Linked DNA regions of Gossypium hirsutum: region 2 is linked to region 1. Evidence: chromatin contacts called from public Hi-C data. All regions are on one chromosome and are shown on one strand. Each heading gives the region's core, a stretch centred on a gene start, on an enhancer-like site or on the middle of the called end of the contact. The rest is flanking DNA. Distances are from core to core; before and after follow the strand shown. Region 1 holds the start of LOC107922283 (U-box domain-containing protein 11). Region 2 holds the start of LOC107921395.

What was found. A called contact is a pair of places that touch in the nucleus more often than the background predicts.
Region 2: a Hi-C map of leaf shows a contact between it and region 1, with 2.7 times the contacts expected there. The contact joins the promoter of LOC107921395 here to the promoter of LOC107922283 in region 1. A contact is called at or near these places in 2 of 34 Hi-C or Micro-C datasets (both in leaf).

The regions. Positions count from the first base shown.
Region 1 is chrD01:48,614,024-48,621,309 of Gossypium_hirsutum_v2.1, forward strand. LOC107922283 (U-box domain-containing protein 11) reads right to left here and starts at 3,391. Exons shown (of 4, transcript XM_016852248.2): 1 at 2,712-3,391; 2 at 1,836-1,952; 3 at 1,351-1,746; 4 at 1-1,229. The coding sequence starts at 3,014. The coding sequence ends at 336.
Region 2 is chrD01:48,843,981-48,851,266 of Gossypium_hirsutum_v2.1, forward strand. LOC107921395 reads left to right here and starts at 4,036. Exons shown (of 1, transcript XM_016851251.2): 1 at 4,036-4,491. The coding sequence starts at 4,036. The coding sequence ends at 4,491. It overlaps LOC107920983 (probable ribose-5-phosphate isomerase 2), which reads right to left. Exons shown (of 1, transcript XM_016850829.2): 1 at 5,933-7,286. The coding sequence starts at 6,952. The coding sequence ends at 6,170.

The DNA.
Region 1 (7,286 bases), core at 2,141-4,640:
ACTTAGAGAGCAATGAGAATGGCTTTGTATCTCATGCTCGTCTCCTCAATTCTCATGACTCAAAGGAATAGAATTATGCCAGTTTTGTCAAACAATTACTGTTAAAAGAAAAAAAAATTTTAACAAACTGAACTCTCTGGTTAACAACCAAAAAAGGGTCAAAGCTGCTGTAATTTTCGAAGATGCTCCAACAATGAAGTAGCCTTCCGCTTGGCCCTTTCTGTGCCACTCTTGGTGAGCTCCGTCAATGGTATGGCAGCACCTAGCCTACTAATGCATGCCAGATTCTCAGCATCTCTCTTACACAAACAAAGTAAAATGGCAGCAGCATTTTCTTAGTTTCTAGGTAAACCTGTTCTCAGAAGATCGATCAAAACAGGTATGGTGCTAGCCTTTACTATAGCTGCCTTAGCATCATGGTTGCTAGCCAGGATTGACAGTATTGTCAAAGCCTCATCGACCATGCAGTTTCTTGAATCCGTAAGCATCTTCAGCAGTGCTGTAATAATTCCGGCTCTGACGGCGCGGCCCTTGTTCCCCTGATAAATGCATAGATTGAATAGAGCAGTTGCGGCATCTTTCTTCCCTCGATTGCTTCCATTTTGTAACAAATCTACCAAGGCTGGTATTGCCCCTGATGAACCAATTATTATTTTGTTCTCATCTGCAAGTGATAAACTAAAAAGGGTAGCCGCTGCATTCTCTCTTGCTTCCATGCTTCCGGCACGGAGGACTTGGACAATGGAAGGAACGGCACCAGCAAGCATTATAAGAGACTTGTTATTTTCGAATATGGAAAGGTTAAGAATAGAAGTTACTGCATGTTCTTGTATTGATGCATCATCTGTTGTTAAAAGGTTGACCAGAACAGGTATCGCTCCTGTGTCTGCTATTAGTATCCTGTTATCTGTGCTTCGTTTTGATAGTGATCGGATTTCAGCCACAGCTGCCCTACGTTCCTCTAAGCACCGGCTTGACAGCTTAGAGACCAGTTCCTGGATGGCTGCCATGTCGCCACTAATATCACAGAAAGACCCATTGCTCTTTTTGAGCCTACCATTTGCTAATCCGCTAGGCTGCTCAATGTTATGTTTAGCACACCATTGATTTATTACACTTCTAAGAACATAGTTTGGGGTTAGAGTTAAATTCTCCAGCTTCTGCTGAGTTTTTGGACACGTTACATTGCCACAATCTATCCATCTCTGTATGTAAGATCTCTCATATGTCTGTAAAGTCAAAACAATGATTAATCAGAACGCAGGCCAAAAAGGAAGGGCAGAAGGCAAAAGCTGATCACAGAAAAATGAAAATCGAAATGATAAGTAGTCATGCCAGGCACAACTATACCTGTCCTGTAGCCACAATCACTGGATCCCTCATTAGTTCCAAAGATATAGGGCATAGGAAATCAACAGGTATTACTAGTGTATCGGGTTTCTTGGTTTGTTCAGCACCCTTAGCAGCCAGATTCTCTTGCCCTTTGGAATCAACCTCATTTGATAGGCAGACCTCAGAAGGAATTGAAGAGCTATTCACCCTTTCCAATATCTTAGTTTCCTTATCAGCAGCATGTCCTAGAGTAGTACAACTTTCTGGAATGCTATCCAGCTTCGCTGAAATTTCATGGTTGGTATTGCTGCGCTCTTTTTCCGGTAGCTGGGAAATGGCATTCGAAACTTTTCTTGAATTCAAAGATCCATATCTTTCAGTCGCTCTTCTCAATTGTGCTCTCACCAATGCGACCTGAAAAAAGAAATGGAAGTTGGCGTTAAAAAGGCAAAGTCAATGTAGAAAAAGAAAAGAAGAGCACATTATAAATTTTGGAGCTAAACCTGTTCTTGAACCTCCTCTGAGATTTGAAACTGATCAAATGGAATTTTGGCTAAACTTTTCTCCAACTTCCATGTAACACATTGAAATTGGAAAGAGATTCTTTTGGCAGCTCCATCCTTAAATTAAGATATAGCAAATTTCAGAGACGTACCTATAAGATAACATATTAAGAACAAATACATATAACCACAATAAAATCCCAGCAACAGTCACTCTGGTAACAAAAAAAAAAAAAAACCTCCAAAAATTAAAAAAAAAAAAAGAAGACATAATTTCTTCTTCATTTTTCATGATGTGCAATTCAATTAGTTAATTGGAATTGCGACAATTAGTGAGACAAAAACTAGCAATCGACAATATTGCGGAGAAGTTCATATTAATAAAATCAAGAAATAGACTTAGCACTCGGATAGATTATGTTATTCAAACCCTTATTTCTCTTAAAATACTCTATCTTACACCTATATTCAACACATATATAGAGGTAAATGATCCTAAAAACTTTACACAAAATCGAGTATGCCCCTGTTTGACAAATACTCACTTCGGATAACATGGCAGATAGCTTAACTCGAAAATTTTTAGCCCAAAAGTTGTTTCTATATGCATACTTTTTCCGAAATGAAGCTAATCAATGTCAGTTAATGCAAACTGAGCCAGTAATTAGAATGTGGAACATTATCCGAGGAAGAAACAAGTCAACAAATTCTGTCAATTTTGCAATACAACTGAGCCTGTCAGTTAAAACCAAAATGAAACATATTTGTGGGACTTGGCAAAGCCAATTATCAACATTAAAAAACGTATTAATCGAATCATGTACTAGCACTTAATGTTCTTTTATATATATATAAGAAGAGGAGATGGGGGTTTACAGAGGAATTAGCGGAATGGTGAGCGGAGGCGGCGGACAAAAGACGCTTTGCAGCCTGCAGAGCAACGGCGAGATCAGCCGACCATGAAGAGGAAGAGGAGGAGGAGGAGGAGGAAGCGTGAGGATGATCAGACGCTGCAAAATCCCTAATTTCCTCAAGCAAATGCGTGAATAGAGCTATCCTCCTTACCAGATCCGTGCAATCCTTTTTAAACATCCCGGCAGCCAGATCCCCGAGGACAATATCGTGGACAAGGCTGAGCAAGAACGCGGCAGAAGCGTCGGAGACGACTCCGGCGGCCATTAGTGAAAAAGCCAGGCGTCGGCTCGTGATTGGATTGATAGGAGTAGAACAGAGAAGTGATTATGATGATGTTGAAAGAAAAGGAAGGATATGCATTTTGAGAGAGAGAAGGAAGAATTATTTAAAAAAAAAAAAGAAGAAGAAGAAATAGAATGGAGGGTATTAAGAGAGAGACAGGCGGTGAGCCAAAATGGAAGGAAAGGGGATACAGTTGGCTTTGGAATCTTATGATTTGTATTTCAACAACTACCCCATTATTCTCGTATTCTTATGTATGTGATATCACACACTCCTCATTTTATCATCTCATCCAGCTTAGTCTTGCGTTTCCACAATTTTATTCTTGCTAGCCTGTAAAGTTGTTCATTATTGCCATGCTCTCATTTTGTCCACCACCCAGCTATATAATTAATATAAAGAATGTCCAAACTATTCTACTTTCTTTATTTTTGCATGTTGTACTTTCAAGATATAATATTTAGGGATCCTTAATCAATAATTATGTCTAATATGCATCAAACTTGGGTGTGAGAAGACGTGGTTAGCAACTTCAAAACAAAGGTTTGACGATAAGTAACAACCGCAACGAACTAGAAAACGAGTAAAGCTGGCGGCTTACAGCTGGGTTTCTCTGATTTTGCGGCGCCAAATATTACTTTTTCGTCCTTTTTCCCCCTTTAAATCGCCCAATCTCTTGTTTTTAAGGGCGGATAAAATTAAGGGCAGGCCGAGGCCGACTCATATATATATATTGGGATGATTATCTTAGGATTAATACGACTTAAATTTAGGTAACATTTGAAACTATAAACAATTTTTCAAATTATCGGGTAAATGCAGGGGATTCGTTTCATATTTTATTTAAATGTTGGGTTTTATAAATGTTTAATCGCTTAAATGTTCCATAAAACAATTTAAACAAACCGAAATCAATCAATATTGATGTGATAATTAAGAAGCAACCCACGTAGAAAAACTGATTGATCTCACATTTGATATAACAAAACAAACTGATTTCAAAGTTTTAACCTAAAATTTGTTAAAATATTATAGTAAATTTGGAAATTTATAAAAATTATAGGAAAACTTTCCATTTTATTTAAAAATTAAAATACTTTAGAAATTTAGAAAAATTATTATACATTATTAATATGTTATGAAAATATTATAATATTTTAGAAATTATATAGAATACTATAAAACTATATAAATATTTTTAAATATATAAAATACTATAAAAGGTCATAGAAAATTATATAAAATTTATTAAAATGATAAAAATAAAAAAAATTATAAAAATCATAAACATTTTTTTTTTGTTATTTTGAAGGTTTGGAGTAGGCCTGGTCATGGATCGAACCAGGTCGATGCAATATTTTAGGCTTATTTTTTTATGCTCGAGCTTGACCCGACCCAAAAAGTGGGCCTAAACTTTATATAATATTTATAATTTTTCATAGTTATATATATATATTAAAAGTCTATAATTTCTATCAAATTTTATAATATATTAATAATATGTTATAATGTCATTATATTTTTATAATTAATTTTTATATATCTATACTATTAATAAAATCTCTGATTGGATTGGTGTCATGAGTCAACCTGACACCAACTCGATTAGGAAAATTAAAAAAAAATAACATTTCGTATTTAAAATAAATTATATTATTTTAAGGTACTTTAGTCTTTTAATTTAAAATAATAATAATAAAAATGTGCATAAAGTGAAATTTGAATATTAAAAATATTATAAATTTACCACTCAACCAAAACTTTATTTTTATTTACTTATACATTTTAATTTTATTATGTACATTTTATTACCTTCACCAATTGCATATCTATACTATTACAACTCGACGTTAATTCAAGATTGACTACAACACCATGGTAAACAATTGTAGTGCATTTAGTATTCTTAAATATGAAGCATTTACTATGTTTAAATTTACTCACAATTTAATATATTTTTTCATTTTAATATTTTTTAATATTAATTAGTTTCAAATCATACATTTCATTATTTATTGTCTATTATTTTCAAACACATCTCCATATTTTAAGTATACAATTTCCGCACACATACGCATGTAATATAATTTCTATTTTTTATAGTTTCAAAATAAATTTTTTATAATATTTAATCATTTTCAAGTTTAAATAATTAAAAATCAATTTAACTCTTCACATCAAATTAATACTAAAACGGACTTTAACAAATAATTATATTTCAGTGCCTCAATTGAATGTTAACTTTGAATTAAAGACTCAAATTACAACAACTTTCAATTTCAAACTTAATTGGTTTTTTAAATTATTTTATGGATTAAACCTTTTATAAATATTACTTCGTAGAAGATACAAAGTGATTATTTCACGTCATTTTATGTATTTTTTTATAAAATAAATTCGTTTATGACATTGAATAATTAAATTATGTATATATTTTAAGAAATTCATTTATGATTCTTTTGATAGATGAATAATCTTTTAGAAAAAAGAAAGAAAGATATTACACGGCAAAATATGAACTATGAAACAAACATTTCCTACCTTAAAAAATGAAAGAAAATATTAGAAATATTATCATATGCATATGTGTAGAAATCATATATTTATTAATTATATCTATATTAAAATATAAATGTGTGTTTAAAAATAACATATAATAAATAATAAAAATATGGTTCAAACTAATTAATTATAATACTATATGAAATATTAAAATAGAACTTTAGTTGAGTGATAAATTGAATGTTTTACTAACCCATTAAGATGGGTCTTAGATGCATATTTTTATTAGTTTTTTTAAATAAAAAGATTAAAGTACTCTCAAATAATATAATTTATTTTAAATGCGTACGAACATTAGTGTAATTTCCCTAACTGAGTTGGGACCCGATTTATGGATGAAACCAACTCAGTAAAGGGCTTTATATAGTAAGTATAGACATTGAACTCATGGAGATAATAAATTGTGCATGTTAAAACAAAATTGTTTAAAATGTATTAAAATAATGTTTTGATTGAGTGGTAAATTTAATGTTTTACCAATCCAATTGAGGTAGTATCAATTCTCACCATATGCATATTTTTATTTTTATTGATTTTTATTAAAATAAAAATATTAAAATGTCCTCAAATAATATAATGCAAAGGGATATTAAAGTAATTTTCCTAATTGAGTTGAGACCCAATTTATGGGTGACACCAACTCAGTAAAAGGCTTTATAAATAATACAAATATACATAAATAATTGTATATATATATTTAAGAAATTCATTAATGATTTTTGTAATAAATGATTTTTTTAGAAAAAAATGATATTAGACAATGTAATATGAACTATGAAAGTGTGGGGTGTGCCTCACATTTATCGGATATATTTTAGGCACTTAAGACGAGAATCGATGAGAAACCGAAGGGGAGCAGAAAATCGCGCAATGTCGGGACAAAGAGGTCCCAAACGTCGGGATGACGCGACATCTTTGGCAACCAAGCAAGACTGCGACGTCGTGACGAGCAGGTAGGCGATGTCACAACAAGGCAATATTTTCCTGCACAAATATAACCACATATTTTTCTTTCAACAAGACTTCTTCTCCCAATCGAACTCTATTTCCTACAAGGTTATTTCAATCATATTGGACCCACGTCCCAAGCCTATTTAAAGGTCCTTTGGAACCCTATTTAGATAGATTAGATTTAGAGAATTAGATTTACATTAAATATCTCCTGTGTGAGATTTGTTAAAGAGACTTTGGCGAGAGTTTTTAAGAGAGCTTTTGTATTTGAGATATTTGGGTTTCTTTTGGGATTTGCTTTTTTTTTATTTGGGTTAGATACTCTCCATCATTGTACTCTTTATTTACTGCTTAGTGAAAAGTCGAAGCCTCTTTTGCCCGTGATTTTTTATCCATCAGTGAGAGTTTTCCACGTAAAATATATGTGTTCGTTCTTCTTCACTTTTACTATCTCGTTACTTATACAGGTCAGTCTCCAAAAAACTAGTATCAGAGCTACAGTTCAGCTTCCGCAAATCGACTCACTCAGGATGATGACAATGAGTTTCGATATCGAGAAGTTTGATGGGATCACAAACTTCAGTTTTTGTAGTAGGTTTGGATGACATCACTTTTAGTTTAGCACGACCTAAAGAAGGTCGTTACCAGTAAAAAGCCCAAAGGTATGAAAAAATCGGAATGGGAGAAACACAATGAAAAAGCTCTATCTACGAGTCAGTTATGCTTCACGAATAATGTATT
Region 2 (7,286 bases), core at 2,786-5,285, 230 kb after region 1:
ACTCTAACGAAATATCATCACTAGTGTCGGCTTCCATCGATTCTGACGAAAAAGCATTGTTGCTATTCTCGATGCACATCATATTATATACATTTGATTTCCCTGTATCTTGAATTAAAAGTTTTCCTTCATCAGTTGGAATAGTTCTGGTGGACATATTGTCGATAGAAGGAGAAGATTGTAATGATAGTTCTATACCGGTATCCCTCGGTTCCGACAGAAATCTCTGAAAAAATTTATCCTAGTAGGTTCTAATTTCTCGTAATGAATTTCTTATTTTCCGATACCAATTGATATTGTTGACGTAGACGAAAGAGACAACTCCAATGAAATATTGCTATCTTCACAATCTGAGTTTTTTTTTTCTTTGGTCCTATTGGTGCCGTCCACATCCTTGGTATTCAAAACAATGAAGGGTATGTTGTCTTCCATGGATGAAGCAGTCAAGCACCAAACAATCAACTTATTTGTGTGAAGGTAACTGTTGAAACCCTTGTTTAATGAGAAATTTATAAAAGAAAAACAATAAAAAATTCTCTCCTCAATCCCAACTCTAAAATCTAATCTCTTTACCTCCCATTCTCACTTTTTTGAAAAAATATGAGTTGATATAACTAAACAGGATAGAATCTTTTTCCTACTAGAAAAGTAATTTGGCCTCCAAGTATAATGTTGCCCCCACTCTCATCTTTTTTTTTTTTTTTTACTAATGAAATTGTTATTTGATGTATGAATGTTTTTATTAATTATTAGAATTAATTCTAAATAATCATAAGTTAAGTTTGCAATGATAGAAAACATAAATTTAGATATTCATTCCAACGTCTTCAAAAATGGTTATTAATGACTTTTATATTTTATTTACCGTCAATGTTTCATTAAAAGAGAGTAATACATTAGGGGAATAAATTATAGGCATGATTATTTTTTGAAATAAATCATTTTAATTTCTCAATTTAATTTTTCGTCTTTTTTAACCTTTTAATTTGTATTTTTTGTCAAATAACCTCAAAATTTATGGAAATTTTAAAAAATTCAAAAAAAAAAACATAAAAACTATAAAAAAATACTTTTAAATTTAAAAAAAAATTAAAAGTCAATTAAATTCTGACATGTAATCCACGTGACAATTCATGTGCATGCCACATCAATACAGTTAACGAACATTAATTTTCTCATCCATTTGAGGTGATTTAATAGAAAAATGTAAGTTTAAGGACTAAAAGTGGCGAAAAAGTGAATGGAGAACTAAAATGACATTTTTTTTTATAAAGTTAAATGATCAAATAAGTCATTATACCTAAATTATATTAGGATAATCTTAAAAATTAAATATTTTAGTCACCAATAAAATAATTCCCCATCATCCACTTTAAAAATTGTGAAAGTATTATCATACTAATCTTCATATTCAAAATCATCTTTTTAACTTTAATTAAATTATTTAAACATTTAATAAACAAAGAAACATGTTTTCTTCTTTAATAAATTTTAAAATTATTTTTAGTTTTCTTTTTAAAATTTAATCAACTTTTATTTTTATGTAGTCAAAATTTTAATTTCTTTTAAATTTTCAATGTCTAGACACCTAATTTTTCTTTTTCAATTTTTAATTTTCTATATTTTTCATAAAAAATTAATGAAATTCCATGGTTTGGTAACACTGCGGGTGGCTGTAATCATTTTTCCATTTTTTGCAAACTCTTTTTCTAGGTTTTTAAAAATATTTAATGATTGATTTTAATTTTTCAAATTTCAATTTCTTTATAATTTTTATTAGTTTTTCTAATTTTTAATTATTGTTTTCAACATTTTTATATTTTACTTTTACTTTTCTTTTCCACATCTTTGCATTTTTCCTCAAAATTTTAATTATTTTTAAGTAATTTAATTAAAATTAAATTAAATTAGAATGATATCATATATAATTGAGTGTAGAATAATCTTTGTATGTCTTTGAAAACTAGTGATGTTGTACTATTTTATTGTTGTCTAATAATTGTATATTTTCGGATGATTCTACTATAAGTTATTCCCAGTAATACGTAAATTTATACATGAGTAACTATTCAATAAATAGTTCATGAACAATTAAATTTTTTTCATTTATACTCATTTATTAAGCTAAACAAACAAAAAAAAATCAAAATGTTTAAGCTTGCTTTTTTTCTTGAACAATCACATTATAGATTCTGATTACATCTGCTCTTTTTGACACAATGCCTAGAACTATCCATAGCTCCTCCTTAACTCATAAATAGGAGGATAATGCATTTCAACGCATTCGAATCCACGTCCTCCTACATTGGCAACAATGCCTATGTCAATCGAGCTAAGACTCAATCGACGTTTAAGCTTATTTATTAAGTGAACCGAACATGAACAAAGTTTGGTTGGTTCGTTTGTGTTCATAAACAAACACGCTGATGTTCACGTAAAGCTCATTTCATAAATTATTTTTAAGTGTATTTAAAACTCATTTACTGTTCAGTTATCGTATAATTAATAATATTATTATAGTTCATGTGCTTATTCTATTTATATTAAAACTATTAATATTTATATTTAATTATTTTATATCTAAAAGATAATATGTATGTTTATTTATTGTTTGTTAATTTATTCTTCATGATATTATTTGTAAACGTGTTCAAGTATATGTTGGTAAACAATTATAAAAATGACCACAAACACTATTTTAAAACTTTTAACTATCACTAACCAAACATTAAAAAACTTAAAAATAAATAAACAAAGCTGGGAGGCAGGGAGGGATAATTTTTATTTTAAATAATAATATACTTTTATTTAAATTTTTCAAATTTCTAGTTAAATTAATATAAATTATATTTTTAAAGACACGTGCCGCTTGTTGATTGGTTGCAAAGATTTTTTTTAATGGATGTAATGATAGGGATAACATTAATTACGGAATGAAGTTTATATACCTAACTCGACCAAAAGAAAAAAGAATCTAATTCAAATAAAGAGCATAGTTTATGGGCCTCTTATTCAATTAAGCCTTTAATTATTTATAATTAGATTTTTAATATTGAACCAATGTAATTTTTTTACGTGCTATAAAAAATTGATAATATCATGATAAATAATTAGAGTGCATTGAATATTATTAATATGACGTATTTACTTATTTAAATTTAATTTTACTCACAATTTAAACTTTTTTTATTTTAATTTCGTACATATGACATATGTGTTATTATTAGTTTTGAACACTACATTTCATTATTTATTATATGTTATTTTTAAGTGTATAATTGTGTTCTAAACACATAATTTTTACACGGATACATGTATGATAAAATTTTTATTTTTTTATATATTTTTAAATATAATATGTTTAAACATTTCGATTAATATTTACTCATAATTAATAGATGGGTATTTGCTCATAATATAAAATAAATTAAATATGGAAAGTATCCTGCGGTTCTCAAGAGTAAAAATGGATGTTAGATATTAAAGGTTAAATATAAAATTAGTATTTAAATTTATTCACTTTTTTTCAGATTAATATTTAAAGTTTTTTTTTACCAAATTGATACCTAAATTTTTGTTCCATCACCTAAATCGGAACCTAAGTACCAATCTAGAAAAAAAAATATAAATACTAATATGAAAGGTATTAATTTTATATTTAATGTTAAAAGAAAACAGAAAGATGATGGGACTAGGTGAATAAAGAATTAAATATAGAAGGGCAGGAAGAGTAGGTGTAAGAGAGGGATTAAAAATTGCATGAAATGATGAAGATACAAGTGGACGCGGTGTGACTGGCGCCGCCCCCATAGGATACGCACGTACATTCCCACTTCTTACTACAGAATCTTCCAATTAAAAATCGAGTGTCCCACACGTTATCTGACCTTTCTTCCAAATCAATCTCTAAATTCCAGGTTTTTGACTCAATAACGGTTCTTCACCATCTTCTTTCTTCTATAAATACTCTCTAGTTTTTTTCTTCCCAAAATCATTGCGCCACTTATTCCAGAGATAACTTCACGTCCAAAAACCATGCAGGCTACTACTTCTTGTCTTTCTAAGTCCTCAGCTTCAGCTCCTCCACCACAACATCGCTTCTCCAGCGACCTAATAGGTGGGAGAAAGGGTTTGGGAGGAGCAAAGACGGTAAATGTCAAAGTAATGGCTTCAAAAAGATCATCAGGGCCATATAGTCACAATTTCGACGGGAAGCTAGTGGATGAGAGCATGATAGTGTTGAGAAAGCGGATTCAGGAGATGCAGAGGGTGGAGAAGAGTTATGAGCCTCCCCAGCATTGGATGGAGTGGGAGAAACAATACAAGAAAGAAAAGTACGACCTCGATGTTTGCCAAGCTGTGGGGAGCTTGCAATCCAAGCTCATGGAAACCAGGCCTGCCGTTGCTTTGGGGATGACTCTTCTTCTTCTCTTTACCTTACCAACTTCAATCGCCGCACTTCTCTTTCATCTTATCCCTAATTCCCTATGATCATTTACCTCTAAATTTGTTACTTCTAATTCAAAATGTTACAATCTTCGTACTCTTCCTACTGTGATTCATCTTATTATATAGTGAGTTCAAATTTGGGTTGGGTTTCCATTCTACCATGTAACCATGTATAGTTGTTCTATTATATTTTGATTATATATTGATATGATTTTATTTTATAGTTGTCAATCATGTTTGATAAGTGAACTTCATAGTCTTTCAATTTTTTTCAAATCAAATCTTTGCTTTACCAAAAGCCACATCGATCTTCAAGTTCTAATTTTTATTTAAATTTTAATTTCTAATTATATTTTGACCTATGTGCGTGACAAAATATATTAAAATTGGAATCCAAGTAATTTAATGTGAGATAAATGGATGACTTGATAGACCTCAATCCCTGGAACTTGGGCCGGAGTCGGTGATGCTATTTTTTTATTACTTATCTTGATTTGTGGTTTTTCTGGGTATTAATTAAATAGCAATTTAGACAGAGTTTGTAAATTTTGTAGCTCAAATCTAGACTTGTACCAAAAAAGAAACTACCCATTCAATCGAACCTATAAAATGGGTCAACCACTACTTTTCAACTCCAGAATTTTTATTTAAATACTCAAACATAAAGCCCAAGAATCAAACCCATGTGAAGAAGGCCAATGATTCTGACCCAAAAGCCTTGCCTCCCCTATGGAGAATGCTTTGCTTATTTTTTCCAATCGTTTTGGTTTGGAGGTAGCTTTTCTTATCAAGTAATTTCCAAGACAACTTGGCTAGGAAGGCTTGCTTCATATTAGCAACTCGTCTAAGACTCAAGCTTCCATGTGATTTAGGTGGAGTAAGAGCTTCCCAATTATTTCAATGATTTTTCGTCACTATGCTACCACTAGAAGTCTTTAGAAACTTTAAAGCGTGACAAATAGTAAATGAAAATACTTGACATCTCAGAATGCAAGTGTGTAAAAGTATAAGAAGGGCTTAAAAAAGCCACCCTTAAACCAAGATATTTCTCAATATTGTTAGGCCTATAGCATTGGGGTTGATAGAATTCAACCAGCCGACATTCTACATTCGAGAAGGGATGAAACCCATGGCTTGCTGTACTATGGAGTATATGGTTCCAAAGGAACGAACCTTCTTTAAAGAAGACCAGCCTGTGAGAAAGTTTATCCCAGTCAGACCTCTATTCCTAGGCAGAACGTTCTGCCTTCTGGTACTCTCAGCCTCCACGACTACTAAATTTCAAGCATTTGGATCAAACTCTCATTGGCACCAAGATTCTCCAAACAAATGCTTTATTTGAGTAGCAATTAAAGTTTAATTTGAATGTCATAAAAATATACAAAGCTGCCATGCCGATTATATTTTTTGGACTTAATCAATTTATTAGCCAACATGAGTCAAATCTATAACAATTCCATCAAAACAACAAACATCCAAAGAATAATTAAAATTTAGTTATTTATATTATCATAATAGTTGGCATACATCCCAAGTCCTTCCCTCATTTGCCTAAAACAGCAAAACTTGAGAAAGCCAACCTTTCTCATTATCATCATCGTGAATCGATGTATGCTAAAAAGCAATCCAAAAATCTACCCCCCTATTACAAAATATTAAATCCTAAATAGTATATGTAAAAAAAAAAAAAAAGAGTTAAGAGTAATTTTTGTCGCAGTTTCTACTTGTTCTTGATGGTGATCCCAAGCTCACCTGCAACAATAACAGTCGTAGCCATATCAAGAAACATGCCATGTTCAACGACACCAGCAATCCTCAGAATAGCATCGCTTGCCACCTGCAAATCCCCAATGTCTTTCTTCAAATACAAATCCACAGTATAATTCCCATTATCTGTTACAAAGGATTTCCCTTTAGAATCATTCCTGAGCTTGGCCACACAGCCCGAATCTTCGAACAGGTTTTGGAGTTTATTAGCTGTGAATTTCCAGCAAAAGGGGACAACTTCAACAGGCATGGCTAAGCCACTCCCTCCCAAATGCTTAACCAATTTGGATTCATCAACAATACAAATAAATTTCTTACAAGTCCCTTCCACCATTTTCTCTCTTAACAGGGACCCACCTCTGCCTTTGACGAGATTAAGATGTGGGTCCACTTCATCGGCGCCGTCGATTGCTAAATCGATGGTGGAATGGTGGTCGAGATCCGAGAGCGGGATGCCTAAAGAAACAGCCTGTTCTTGCGTTTTCTTGGAGGTGGGAATTCCTACGATGTTTTTGAGCTTGCCGAGGCGAAGCAACTCACCGATGCGATCCACGGCGTGTTTGGCTGTCGAACCAGTGCCTAGACCCAGAACCATTCCTGATTCAACGAACTCAACGGCTTTGTATGCGGCAATTTTTTTCAATTCGTCTTGGGTTAGGATGACCGGTGGAGATAAAGATGGAGGCCTAGACAAAACCTCCACATAAGAAGCTTTTTCAGACCAAGCAATTGCCATTTTGTGTGTGTGTTGGGGGTACTAAATAATAAGAAAAACAGATTGAAAATGATTAAAAAAATAAAAAATTGAATCAACAGAAATCAAAAGATTAGCAGCATTGTAAAATAGTAAAGTGGAAAAAGAAAAAAGAAAGTTCCTGTTGGTTATTTCCCTCCAGGATATTGATTTAGGCCAGGAGAGGAGGCGTATGGAAAACAGAAAGGGATGTGTTGGGTAGTTTTAAAGGCGGATGGAGGAAAGGGCATCCACTCCTCAAAGTCAAGACCCAGGCCACACAAATAAAATGGATGGTGGTGGTCTTCTCTGATTTTTTACTTTTCACTTTGCGGAT